2 separate regions of the Arabidopsis thaliana genome follow, and region 1 is linked to region 2. The links are chromatin contacts, called in public capture Hi-C maps. All regions are on one chromosome and are shown on one strand. The core of a region is the stretch at or near the end of the contact, and the rest is flanking DNA. Distances in the headings are between cores, read along the strand shown.

Region 1 (5,790 bases), core at 586-3,085, 720 kb after region 2:
AGAACTGATCTTACAAGCAGTGCATGTAAATCCACCAAGACTTGTAACAGGACGCGAAGGAGCGGTTGGACAAATCCATTTTATCTGTGCATAGCATACATATGTTTTTATTAAAGACTTCAATAGAGATGCACTTTCATTTAATGGTGGACTTATAACAAAACATGTATGATAGATTCTTACATTTGGAAGATGCAAGCTGTCCATGAGCTGAGATGAACTGTGGCAAAACAGAGACAAATGTGAGAAACGCATGTATGTTTCAAATTTTTATTTTGATTAATACACAAAACATGGAATATTCTTTTTTATATGACACGAGATAATTGTCTTGTTAATTGTCTACCAGCAACAGAACTAGTTAAGTGAGGCTAGTTTAGTGGTCCCTCAAAAGTATATACAATTTTTTTTTTTAGTTACAAACTTTAATGAACTAAACTTAATATTCACATAAGAGAAGACATTTGACAGGAAAAGTTCAGTATGTTAATATCAATTAATTATTTGCGGCGCTACAACATTTATCTACAAATGATGCTTCAAAAATTTCAATAGAGAAAAAAGAAGCAACACATACATTTTGTTCTCTAAAGTTGGTATTAGAGAACATGCCAAAATTCAACTTTTGAAAACTCTTTTTTTTCTTCCATATAAACACACGCAAAAGTTGAAGTGTTTTTCTAGAACATATTTATACTTAAGACAAGGAAAGCAAGCACCACGGAGGAGTTTATGCTTCAAGATGTTAGTTTGATTCTTTTAAGACACAAAAAAAAAGCATAATAATCGAAAGAGCCATGTGAAGAGTGTAACCTAGAGCCATTGTCACCAAGACCATGAAGCCAGACTAGAGTGGCTTGATGCTTTCCTTTAGGCCTCACAACATAAGTCCTTCCAAATTCATATCCCCTTGCATTTCTACTACCTTCAAAGATTTTACCAAATACAGTGTCATAAACAAGTTTCAAGCAAAAAGAATTTCTTTATTTTTTCAAATAACAAAAGAAACTTCAGGCCAAAACCCAAATTAATCCGTGGAATCTATCTAAATTATCATACGGTAAAAAAATTTGATCATAACAAGTACAAATAACATTAACATGAACAATCAAGAAGGGGAAAAGAAACAAACCAGAACCCATGCTTTGATGAGAGTAACTCATTTTTTGTTGAAAGTGTATTGAATCCTCTCAAGGTTTTGTAATTCGTCTTCTTAAGAGCTTTCAAAGTTTCAAAATACAAACAAGTGATGATCGTAAAAATATGAGAAGGCAATGTGTATTTATACACCAAAATTAAAGGGTTGATGTGAAAATGTGGAATAAAATAAAAGAAGTGAATCTGAATCATTCACTATAGGATGCTTCAATGTGTACAACAGCTAACCAAAACTACTAGAAAGGGAATGAAGGAGGAAACTATAGACGTAGCATCCATGGAAAAGGATTACTTAAATAAGATTAAAGAAAAGAAAATTCAGTATTTTTCTTTAAACAACAAAAGAAAGAAATCTTTTGGGAAACACAAGGAATATAGGAAAAAATAAAATAAAAAACCACAGCAGAGAGCTAGCGGTAACAAGAAACAGAGAGAGAATCAATGCCTTGTGGGCAGAGTGGTGGAGGGGAAAAATAAAGAAACACCAAATAACTTTTTCTCATACTATACATATTTTTACCTGAAACATTAAGGCATAATCCAAAATTGTAAAAGAAGACAAACTTCATTATTCAATCATAGATAAAATAAAAAAGATTAGATGATTGATTGATACCCATTGATCAGAAAGCTCCGAAATCTACTTTGTGAGAAAATCCTACAAAAACTAAGTATGGATTTGTAATTAATGGTTTTGTTTTATCTAAGGGTACTTGGATATATAATAAAGATTTGGATCTACCGAAATGATGGCAAGTGTGGAAAAAAACACAAGAGACCAACCTGGATTTTTCAGGTGGGGTGAAGAAGATATTGAAGAAAAAGACACAAATCTTTTTCATCAATTTCAACGCTTTGTTCATTGCTGTGTTCTTTTTGCCATTGATAATGCTTATTGCTCAGTGCCCACCAATAGATTCAAATCTTTTGGGTTTTCCAGTACCGGTGAGTCAGGGACTGAGGAGCCCATTTCACCCAACGTTTTGTTAAAATAATAAATCCACAACTATAGTTTCTTTCATCTACAATATACAACCAAATTTTACCATTAAGCGGCCACATGCTAGATTAAAACTTTTGGAATATGTTCATCACGAGTTTATAGTAATACAAAATATAAATTTATTAAAACTATTAAAACGTTTTGACACTTAGAAAGTTTTTAAAGAGTTTTTTAGAAGCTTTTATAAACTTTCATTAGTTTAAACTGTGGAAATTAAGTCAATGTTACTAATAATATAAAATAAATTCTTACAAATTTGAAAATTTTCTTTAGTTTTCTGAATCTTTCACAAGTTTTTTTAATTCATAAATTTTTAACAATCAATGTGTGTACCTTAAAGAAACTTTATTCATCTTCCTCATTTGAAGATTCACTTTTTTTAATATCTAAACTCTAGAATTGTGAACTATAAACTTTAACGTATCCTAGGCAAAAAATCTTTCTAAAAAAATGTATGCTTCTAAAATTTTAATACAAAAATTAAACGCTAATGCTAAGATCTTATACTGTAACTGCAGTTTAAACCTTGTAAAAAGAATAGATGTTAAAAAGAAAATTGAAAAGAAGTGCAAAAGTAAAACGTAATATAAAAATTAGCTTTTTATAACTCAACGAAAACCTTTTAAACACATTAAAATACTAGTAAAATTTAGCTCTTAGATTTTTCTAAGAATTAATTTATCACACATCTAATTTTTCTTTCCTCAGAATTGATAAATCAAAAATATAAAAGGAGGTGACCTGATAAAGGAATAATGGGAAAGGTGAGTGGGTCTGAGCACATGCACCACAATGCATGTGTCACATATAGTATCCACTCTTCATGCCCCAATCACCCATCATTTCCATTTTCTCTATTTTATAGATTGATATAAACTTTGAAGTTGGTGGTTCAGTACCAGAATTTATTTTTATCAAAATCAGAAATAGTAATGAAAGTGATTGTTTACTCTACTAATGACTTTTTCTAAATAGCTATAAGAGAGCCAAAATATATATATTAAGGAAATTTTCTAAAATTGAAGGAGAGCCAAAATAAAAAAAGAAGGTAAAACCGTAAATGAATTGTGTGCTTTTTTTTTATATAATTAAACAAACTTGAAAGTAAATACCGTGACATTTTTACTGCAAATTACTCATATATGAAATTGTGTATAAAAATTATCGAAATATCAAACAGAAAGTTAGATAAATAAACGTAATGATTGCATATTTTAATCCTCTTTTACATTTATTTTTTTGACGTATAAATGTCTGAAAATGATTACTCCAAAATGCTACTATCATATTTAGAATCATTGAATGATAGTAGCATTTTGGAGTAATTGTTACCTGAAAATAATTATGGAAATGGTTGACTTAATTTATAGGGAACAAAAACTAGTGGAAAATAACATTAACCTTTTGCTTAAACAATGGCGGTATCTGATTAATTAGTTTATTTTCTAGCGAATGTCAAACAATTTGCAATTTAATTATATGTATACAGTGAATATTTTTCTTTAGTCAACTCTATACCCCCACCATTATCTTAAGAAAAAAATATAACTTAAGTTGGAGTAAAGGATAAGCCGAGATAAGAAAAGTCCATGAGTTTAACTTTTATAATATTATATTGTAACATGATTTATTATATTTTGTTGAAATTGCATTGAAGTTGAGAAAATAGAGAAGAGATGCTTTCGGCACTACAATGCTAACTCGTTAATGGTATTTAAAGGTGTATAGTGTTTGCTTGTTCGTATGGTTAAAAGGCTAATTAAGGCCATTGTAAGTTTATGCGTTATTTAGCCTAAACTTTATGCTTAAAAAAAGTTTATCCATTTTATTTAAAATAATTTGAAAATATATATATATATATATATATATATATATTTATTTATTTATTTTTTTCAAAACTTAGTGGATATAATAATGTATACGTGTGATGGATTGAGAAAAATTAATATCCATATGAGCAAATGAAAAATACAAAAAATAATGAAAATACCAAGTAAAATTTACAAGAAAACCATCTTGCTTTGGTCAAGTGGTAAATGGAGCTAATTCCCATCACCTGGTTTGAGTAGTATTGCTTATCGGGGTTCGAGTAATTTAACATGGTTTCTCCGCGTCCCAAATTAGTCTTTCGGTTTAAGAAGCCTTTAGAATCATCTGAGTTATCGAAAAAATAAATTTTACAAGACATACTGATAAATTTTACAAACGTTGCTTGTGTATAAAATTTTGAAATGTGTGTTGCGTGTCTAATTAAGACACATGATAGATTAATTAAGAATTTTAAGTGTGTGATTTACATTAATTAAGAGTATTAATGTGTTATGCGAAGTATATGTCTCATTGCTCAATTGTCTTTATTGAGTAGACGTTTGTGAACCAAAGTAAGGTAGCTAGCTAGAGTTCCTACCATAGTTATGCTTAATTAGTTTTTAGACCAATTTAAAAAAAAAACTAATCTTAGCTAAAGAATATTATTATTTAAGCACGTACAAAAAAATCAATATATAATCTATAAGTTTTATATTAATCCTATATTAATCTAGAGTAGTCTAGTGATCTAACTCTTCTGTATCATCCCATTTCATTAGCTTAATTAGATTAAGATTTGAATTCTTCTAACATACTAAAGCACTCTTTAAGTAAAACAAACACAGTGCACTGTGCACAGAAACCAAATGTGTGTCTGTAGCAATGCTATTAGACCAATACATCTTACCGAGTTAAAGTAAAAACTTTCAAAAGATTCATATGAACAAAATAAATGAAAGTATGTATGAAAAGGAGATTTAGTAATGAGAGCAAGCTGTGTGGATCTTTAAAAGAAGTATGGTGATTTGTCTAAAATAGAAAGGGAATAGAAACTCCAACAATCGTTTTCTTGAGATTGTTTTTGATATTAGACTTTTCGAATTTTTGGCAGAATTGATTCTTCAAGCATTTTTTATATTTTCTTGGTTTTGTTTTGGGTTCATACGGTACGGTGTCATAAAACGATATTGTAAATGAAAAAAGAATTACCAAATATTTTTTCACTTTTTAGTATATAATTTTATCTCATAATATATCTAATATTTCTACATAATCAAATCAGATGAACGCTATCCATATTACAAAAAATGTTAGTGTATGGTGGCACTAGTATTCGGTCTAGGGCCAAAGACTTTACGATTATGAGTTTGATTGGGTCATTTGGTTACGTTGATTTATGTCTAAACGTTATACATATGGTGGGTTTACGGAAATATATTTATCAAAATATATACGATCCCAAAACTAGTCGCATGCTTCGACTAAATCTAACCATTACAAACATTGGTTATGTTCAATTGTTTTTAGCCGTAGAAAAGGAAAAATATTTGTTAAAAAAATATAGGGGAGAAGCTTTAGGAATACATCTTTGTATTGGAGAATATAAAAACGGCTTTTGATGTTAAACGTCGTATGTTCTTGTTCTTCATATTCCTTTTTTGGTATTACTATAAATCTATAATAAAATTTTTAAAAAGAAAATGGATGCTGATTTAGTTAGTACTCACCAATTTTGGAAATCCAGTTTCTTCTTTTTTTGTTTGGTTCGGGGCATCTTTGCTCGCTTCGTTGCGATGTTAGAGGTGTTGTTGTTGTTGGAA
Region 2 (6,261 bases), core at 2,165-4,664:
GGAAAACTCGATGGTACAAATGACTTCTTATATATTAAAAGAACCACAGTGATAGGTTAATCATGATTTCTTAATTATGTAAATACATAATTGAGAATTTTCTCTATCTCTAAACACTTATTAGATTGGTACGTGGAAACCCCACTATTGATACTTTTATTTCAAAATCTCTTATGTAAATAAATTATTTAGAAAGTGCTATGTTTTTCAGCACCTAAATGGTTTAAATGTAGCTAGTTGCTACTGCAAGAGTTTGACAACGATTAAATTGAAAATGACTAAAACAAATATAATTTCTAATTATACAAAGTAATAAAACAAATATTTATGTTATTATGATAAAATATAAACCAATTTAAATATAAGAATAAAAACATTTTATAAAATTTTACATAATAAATGTTTTTAAAGAATTTCATAGTTAAATGCGTATTACTTCATGCATTTGGTTCAGAAAAAATAGCATCAATTAATATGACAAATTACAAAAAAAAAATTATAAACAAAAAAAAAAATTAAAACCTTCAGGATTAATAATATTATTATAATACTGAAATTCGTGTCTTGCCATTCTTCAGTTTGAATTGACGCCATGATTTTGAATTGCAAAAATAATTATGGTTTTGAGAATTAACGTTAATATAAATAGGGGTTTGATAATATTTTAAAAATTTATCTGTTGTTTATGTATATTTTGTTTTAACATATACATGGTTTTATAATTATTATTTTTGGCCAACTGCTAGTACTCGCGAGAAGAAAATTTTGAAATTCAAAGATTTTGAGTTGTCTAGAGCGGTTTAAAGCATTTTGTAAGACTGGTTTAAACTGTTAGCAACCGCAACAACATTTATGAGTGGTACCGGAAGAACCAATCGATCCCTAAACTCTGATGAGTTTTGCTTCCTGTTATAAATAAAAATTTGGAATTACCAACTAGAATCTTGGTTTTGTTTAAATATTATATCTTTGCATTGTGTATTTTGATATTTTCTTGGGGCCCAAGGCAAACTCTCCTCTTCTTCTTCCTCATCAGCTGAGACCAAGAGTGAGGAAGATGTGAAGAACTCTAAATTTAGTCTCGTTTCTAAGATATCCTTCCATAAAGATTGTCTTTTTTTTGGCCGGTGAGACTTTCTTGTAAGTAAATAATTGGGAAACTTTGATGAGTTCTTTAAATAAAGTATGCATGGTTTCTTCAATGTGTGCCTTTCTTTTCTTCTTCTTCTTCTTTATTGAGGTAGCTTGGGAAGCAAGACATGTCTTTTGATTATAGCTTCGATTATTACGGAGAGTTTAGTAATAGTTTTACTACTATAAAGAAATTCTATTGAAACACTCATATTTTTAAATCATGTTTAGTCTAAGTTATGGACCGTCCAAGATAAGGATGATTCTTTGTGAAGCTGCATAGTTTAGTCCAGTTTTGTTTTTACCAAGACCAAAGACGAGCTGAAGTTCCACCCTTATTTTCAAGATTGAAGTTTATCCATGAGGCGTTTGTTGAGATGATTTGTCTGTCCTCGACTTGTCATGTCATACATGTTCTGCTTTGTGATTGCAAATTTTACATTTTGCGTACCATGTTTGTCGTGCGGAAAAGTATTGAGGTAACTTGGGAAGCAAAACACACCTTGCAGACCAAGTCCGTGAAGCCTGTGAAGCCTAAGTAAAAGAATAATCTAGATATACTATTGTGATAAGGATTAAAAGAATTTACTTATTCATGTATATATTTCCTATTCAAATTAGGTTAATTATAAGTTAGTCTCTATCTATACATTGTATCAATTTTATTGAGATCAGTAACACATAGTAATAAAGTTTTTTCTCCAAATCCTTTTTCTAGTTTCTACATTCGTCTTCTTCTATATGAGTCACATCCTCTAAACTCTAAAGAGTATATTTTCTTGGGATAAATATTTACAAATCATTCTCATGTGTTTGATCAATTACGTGTTCTTGGGAAATTCACATAAAGAGAATGTCTCAGTCAGAATTCAGCTATAGGAAACCCTAAAAATATCTCAAACATATATTCAAGTTATACATTATCATCAAATCCGTAGAAGTGTAGAGATTTGAATCTTGTAGCTATGTTTAATCGTACAATATATTACAGATTAAATTAGTTCAACCGAAAATGAAATGGTCTTGAGTCTTGACAGATGAAATGAATTGAGGCTAAAAAAACAAAGACTTATTTTCTTCCATTTCCTTACTTGTCCATCGAAAATTGAGGCTAAAAAAAAACAAAGACTTCTTTGTGATCTGAAAAGTAAACATTCTTGGTAACACGTTTCCTTCTTAATAATTAGTAGTTTTTTTTTTCTTTTTTATCACCTCAAATTAAGTCCCTTAATGAACTCATATTTTCAATACTCGATTGTATAAGTATCTCCAGATAGGAAACGTAGCAAACTGTTTTTTTGGTGTGTTAACAATACTCGATTACATAAGTATCTCCAGATTACAAACTGTTTTTGGTTTTGTTAAATAAAACGGGTTACCCATTTGTTTTTGTTAAACCAATTTTGTTATAAAACATAAATGGGTTCATATTTTAAAGGCCCGTGTAAAAGCAAATCAAAAAGAAAACGGGTTTGGGCTCCAAAATATTACACAGTACCCGTTTAGGCCCGTAGGATTCAGGCCCGTTTTAACTTCCCTGGTTAAATTTTAATGCTCATGAAAGTCTTGACAAAATTCCCATGACCTTAGCAAAGCAATATATACGTAATACATTTTCCTACAATTTCCTGCATTATTGCATTGTGTTTCGTTTGTTAACAAAACTATCTATCTTGTTAACCAGAGAGGTAAAAAGTGATCTTGATATATAAATATTATTAGTACATGTTTTTTTATAGAAGTAATTAGCACACATTTTTCTGTACGTATAATAGACACTAGTACACATTTTATGTAGTAACGAAACAGGGGCTGAATAATATGAGTACTATACTCCAGAACATTGGTGTAAGAATAAAATTCATTTATAAAAAAAGAGTGGCTGATTTAGTATTCACAACCACTATTATATACCAAAGAGAGTATGATTAGTTCAGAACCGCCATTGAAATTGAATTTTTATTGATGGGCTTAATTGAATTTGTGCTTAAAATCTATACTCATACTTTTTTCCCCCGTTTATTTTCGTTGGAATTGTTAATAAAAAATGAATTTACAGAAATACGAACCTTCATGACTCTTTCCTAAAGGCACCTCTAAATAGAAAGAACGTAACCTCTAAACTCTAAAGTGAGATTATTGCCTTAATTAACCATAGACTTAAGAGAGGAGTTGTAAGCTTGTGTTAGTTGCGTAGATGGAGAGTTAAGTACGCAACTCAATACTTTTTCACCATTTTCAGCTATAAATAGAGATGTTTAGAAGAGGTTTTACATTCCAACACATAGAAAAAAATGGCTAATATTGTTGGAAACACTAGTGTATCTACTCGTTTTAAAGAGCTGATTCGTGAAATGACGCAGCTGAATGAAGAAATTCAGAAGATCGACGTGAATGATTTTCGTGCCATTAGAGAAGCCAGGAAGAAGATAACTGGTATGACAACGAAGTTGGACGAGCTCTTAGAGATGATGAAAGAAACTGTGAAGGAGAAGAAGGAAACCCCACAGTGATAGGTTACTTTTACTTTTCCAGTGAAGCTCCCTCTTATAGATAAAATAAATAATTGAGATATGGCTGTGTCTAATCTCTGATGAGGAGTGATAGAGAAGTTAATTATTTACTTTTATTGCACTGTTTAAGTCCAGAGTGACTTTCTTGTAAGTAAATAATTGGGAAACTCTTATGAGTTTTTATATAATTAAATAGACATGGTTGTTTCAATGTGTGCCTTTATTTTCTTCCTCTTCTTCTATATGAGTCACAACCTCTAAAGAGGATATTTTCTTGGGATCAAAACAGATAAAGATTTAAAAACAATTCTCTTTCTTTTCTTTTTTTTTATAATCAATTTCGTGTTCTTGGGAATATTGTGAAAACTTCTTAATGAAAAACAAAAAAAAACTTATCTTTACCTCCATTTCAGTTCATCGATTAAAGACAACATTACCTATAGAGTTTGGATCTGATTTAAACAAATGGTATTTGAAACTCCGTTGAACTATCTTAATCTTTTTAAAGACAACAATATTTTCTGTTATATGATCTCTGTTAAACATTTTGTGAATGATACTTCAGTAGCATCATAGTTAAATATATATACATAAAAAAGGGAAATGAATTTGCTTGGAAATTTTATAAATGAAATTGAAATTGGGGGGGGGGGGGGAGAGGAGAAAACATTGATCGAGAAAATAATTTTTCAACGTGCTTAAAAGAGCGTGCTAATTTTTCAAGAACGTTAGCATAAATAAAGTCTTGATAAGGGATCCAGTAGTATATAAAAAATGATTTTGAAATATGTATAATCAGTATACATAATATTTGTTTTATTTTACTTTAGAAGTTAGACACATTTTCTGTATGCATAATAGGCATTACTAACAAAGACATTTTATGTAGTAAACGAACAGTGGCTAAATAATATGAGTATTATATTCTAGAACATTGGTGTAAAAAGAAAATTTATTAACAAAAAAAGAGTGGCTAATTTAGTAATCACATCCATTTATTCTACACAAAATAGAGTAAGATTCGTTCAAAAACCACCATTGAAATTGGTGTCTAACCGATGGGCTGAATAGAAATTGGGGTAAAAGTTACTTCAAATCTATAATCATTTTTTCCTCACCGTTTATTTTCATTGGAATTCTTAATTAAAAATGAATTTTCAGAAAAACGAACCTTCATGACTCTTTCCTAAAGGCACCTCTAAATAGAAAGAACGTAACCTCTAAACTCTAAAAGTGAGATTATTGCCTTAATAATCATAGACTTAAGAGAGATGTTGTAAGTTTGTGTTAGTGGCGTAGATGGAGAGTTAAGTACGCAACTCAACATTTTCACCTTTTGCAGCTATAAATAGAGATGTTTGGAAGATGTTTTACGTTCCAACGCATAGAAAAACTCTTTCACAGTTTTATAAATTTATTATCTTTCTTTTAGTTTAAAATCTTTGTGTAAACAAATGGCTAATGTTGGAAACACTAGTGAGTCTACTCGTTTTGAAGAGCTGTGTCGTGAAATCACGCAGATGAATGATGAAATTCAGAACCTCGTGAGGGAGAACGCGCAACTTAATCATCCAATTGGGCGACCTTATTTTGATGCCATTGAAGAAGTCAGGAAGAAGCTAAATGATAAGAGAATGAAGTTGCAAGAGCTCTATGAGAAGAAGAAAGAAGTTATGAAGGAGAAGAAGGAAACCCCACAGTGATAGGTTACTTTTACTTTTCCAGTGAAGCTCCTTATGGATAAATAACTAATTGAGATGTTGCTATGCATCTAAACTCTGATGAGGAGTGATAGACAAGTTAATTATATTACTTTTCTTGAATTGTTTAAGTCTAGTGAGACTTTCTTGTAAGTAAATAATTGGGAAACTCTTATGAGTTTTTATATAATTAAATAGACATGGTTGTTTCAATGTGTGCCTTTATTTTCTTCTTCTTCTTCTATATGAGTCACAACCTCTAAAGAGGATATTTTCTTGGGATCAAAACAGATAAAGATTTAAAAACAATTCTCTTTTATTTTTGTTGATAATCAATTTTGTGTTCTTGAGAAAATTGTTTTCTTTGAAAATATTTTTTTTTTTGTGTGCAAACTTTGAAAAGATTAAGATAGTTCAACGGAGTTTTAAATACCATTTTTTTTTATCAGATCCAAACTCTATAGATAATGTTGTCTTTAATCGATGAACTGAAATGGAGGTAAACATAAGTGGTTTTTTGTTTTCTGTTTTTTGTTTTTTTTATTAAGAAGTTTTCACCTATATATACTAAATACCATGTGATATGATCTCTCTTAAAAATTTTGTGAATGATACTTCAGTAGCATCAAAGTTGAATATATATTCATAAAAAGGAAAATGAATTTGCTTGGAAATTTTAGAAATGAAAATGGGGAGGAAAAAACATTGATCGAGAAAATAATTTTTCAACCTGCGTAAAAGAGCGTGCTAATTGTTCAAGAACGTTAACATAAATAAAGGGATCTAGTAGTATATAAAAAACAATTTTGAAATATGTATTATCAGTAGTATACATAACATGTGTTTTATTTTACTTTAGAAGTTTAGACACATTTTCTGTATGCATAATAGGCATTAGTAACAAACTCATTTTAGAA

What was found. Capture Hi-C pulls out chosen DNA fragments and counts their contacts.
Region 1: a contact with region 2 is called in a capture Hi-C map of seedling, with 4 times the contacts expected there. A contact is called at or near these places in 1 of 26 Hi-C or Micro-C datasets (root) and 2 of 3 other capture datasets (root and seedling).

Annotation. Positions count from the first base shown.
Region 1 is chr1:19,632,204-19,637,993 of TAIR10.1, forward strand. AT1G52700 (alpha/beta-Hydrolases superfamily protein) reads right to left here and starts at 1,836. Exons shown (of 9, transcript NM_104148.5): 1 at 1,133-1,836; 2 at 814-925; 3 at 184-220; 4 at 15-84. The coding sequence starts at 1,163.
Region 2 is chr1:18,906,499-18,912,759 of TAIR10.1, forward strand. It overlaps AT1G51000, which reads left to right and starts at 3,415. Exons shown (of 1, transcript NM_103980.3): 1 at 3,415-3,671. The coding sequence starts at 3,426. The coding sequence ends at 3,644. AT1G51010 reads left to right here and starts at 4,891. Exons shown (of 1, transcript NM_001333464.1): 1 at 4,891-5,503. The coding sequence starts at 5,099. The coding sequence ends at 5,347.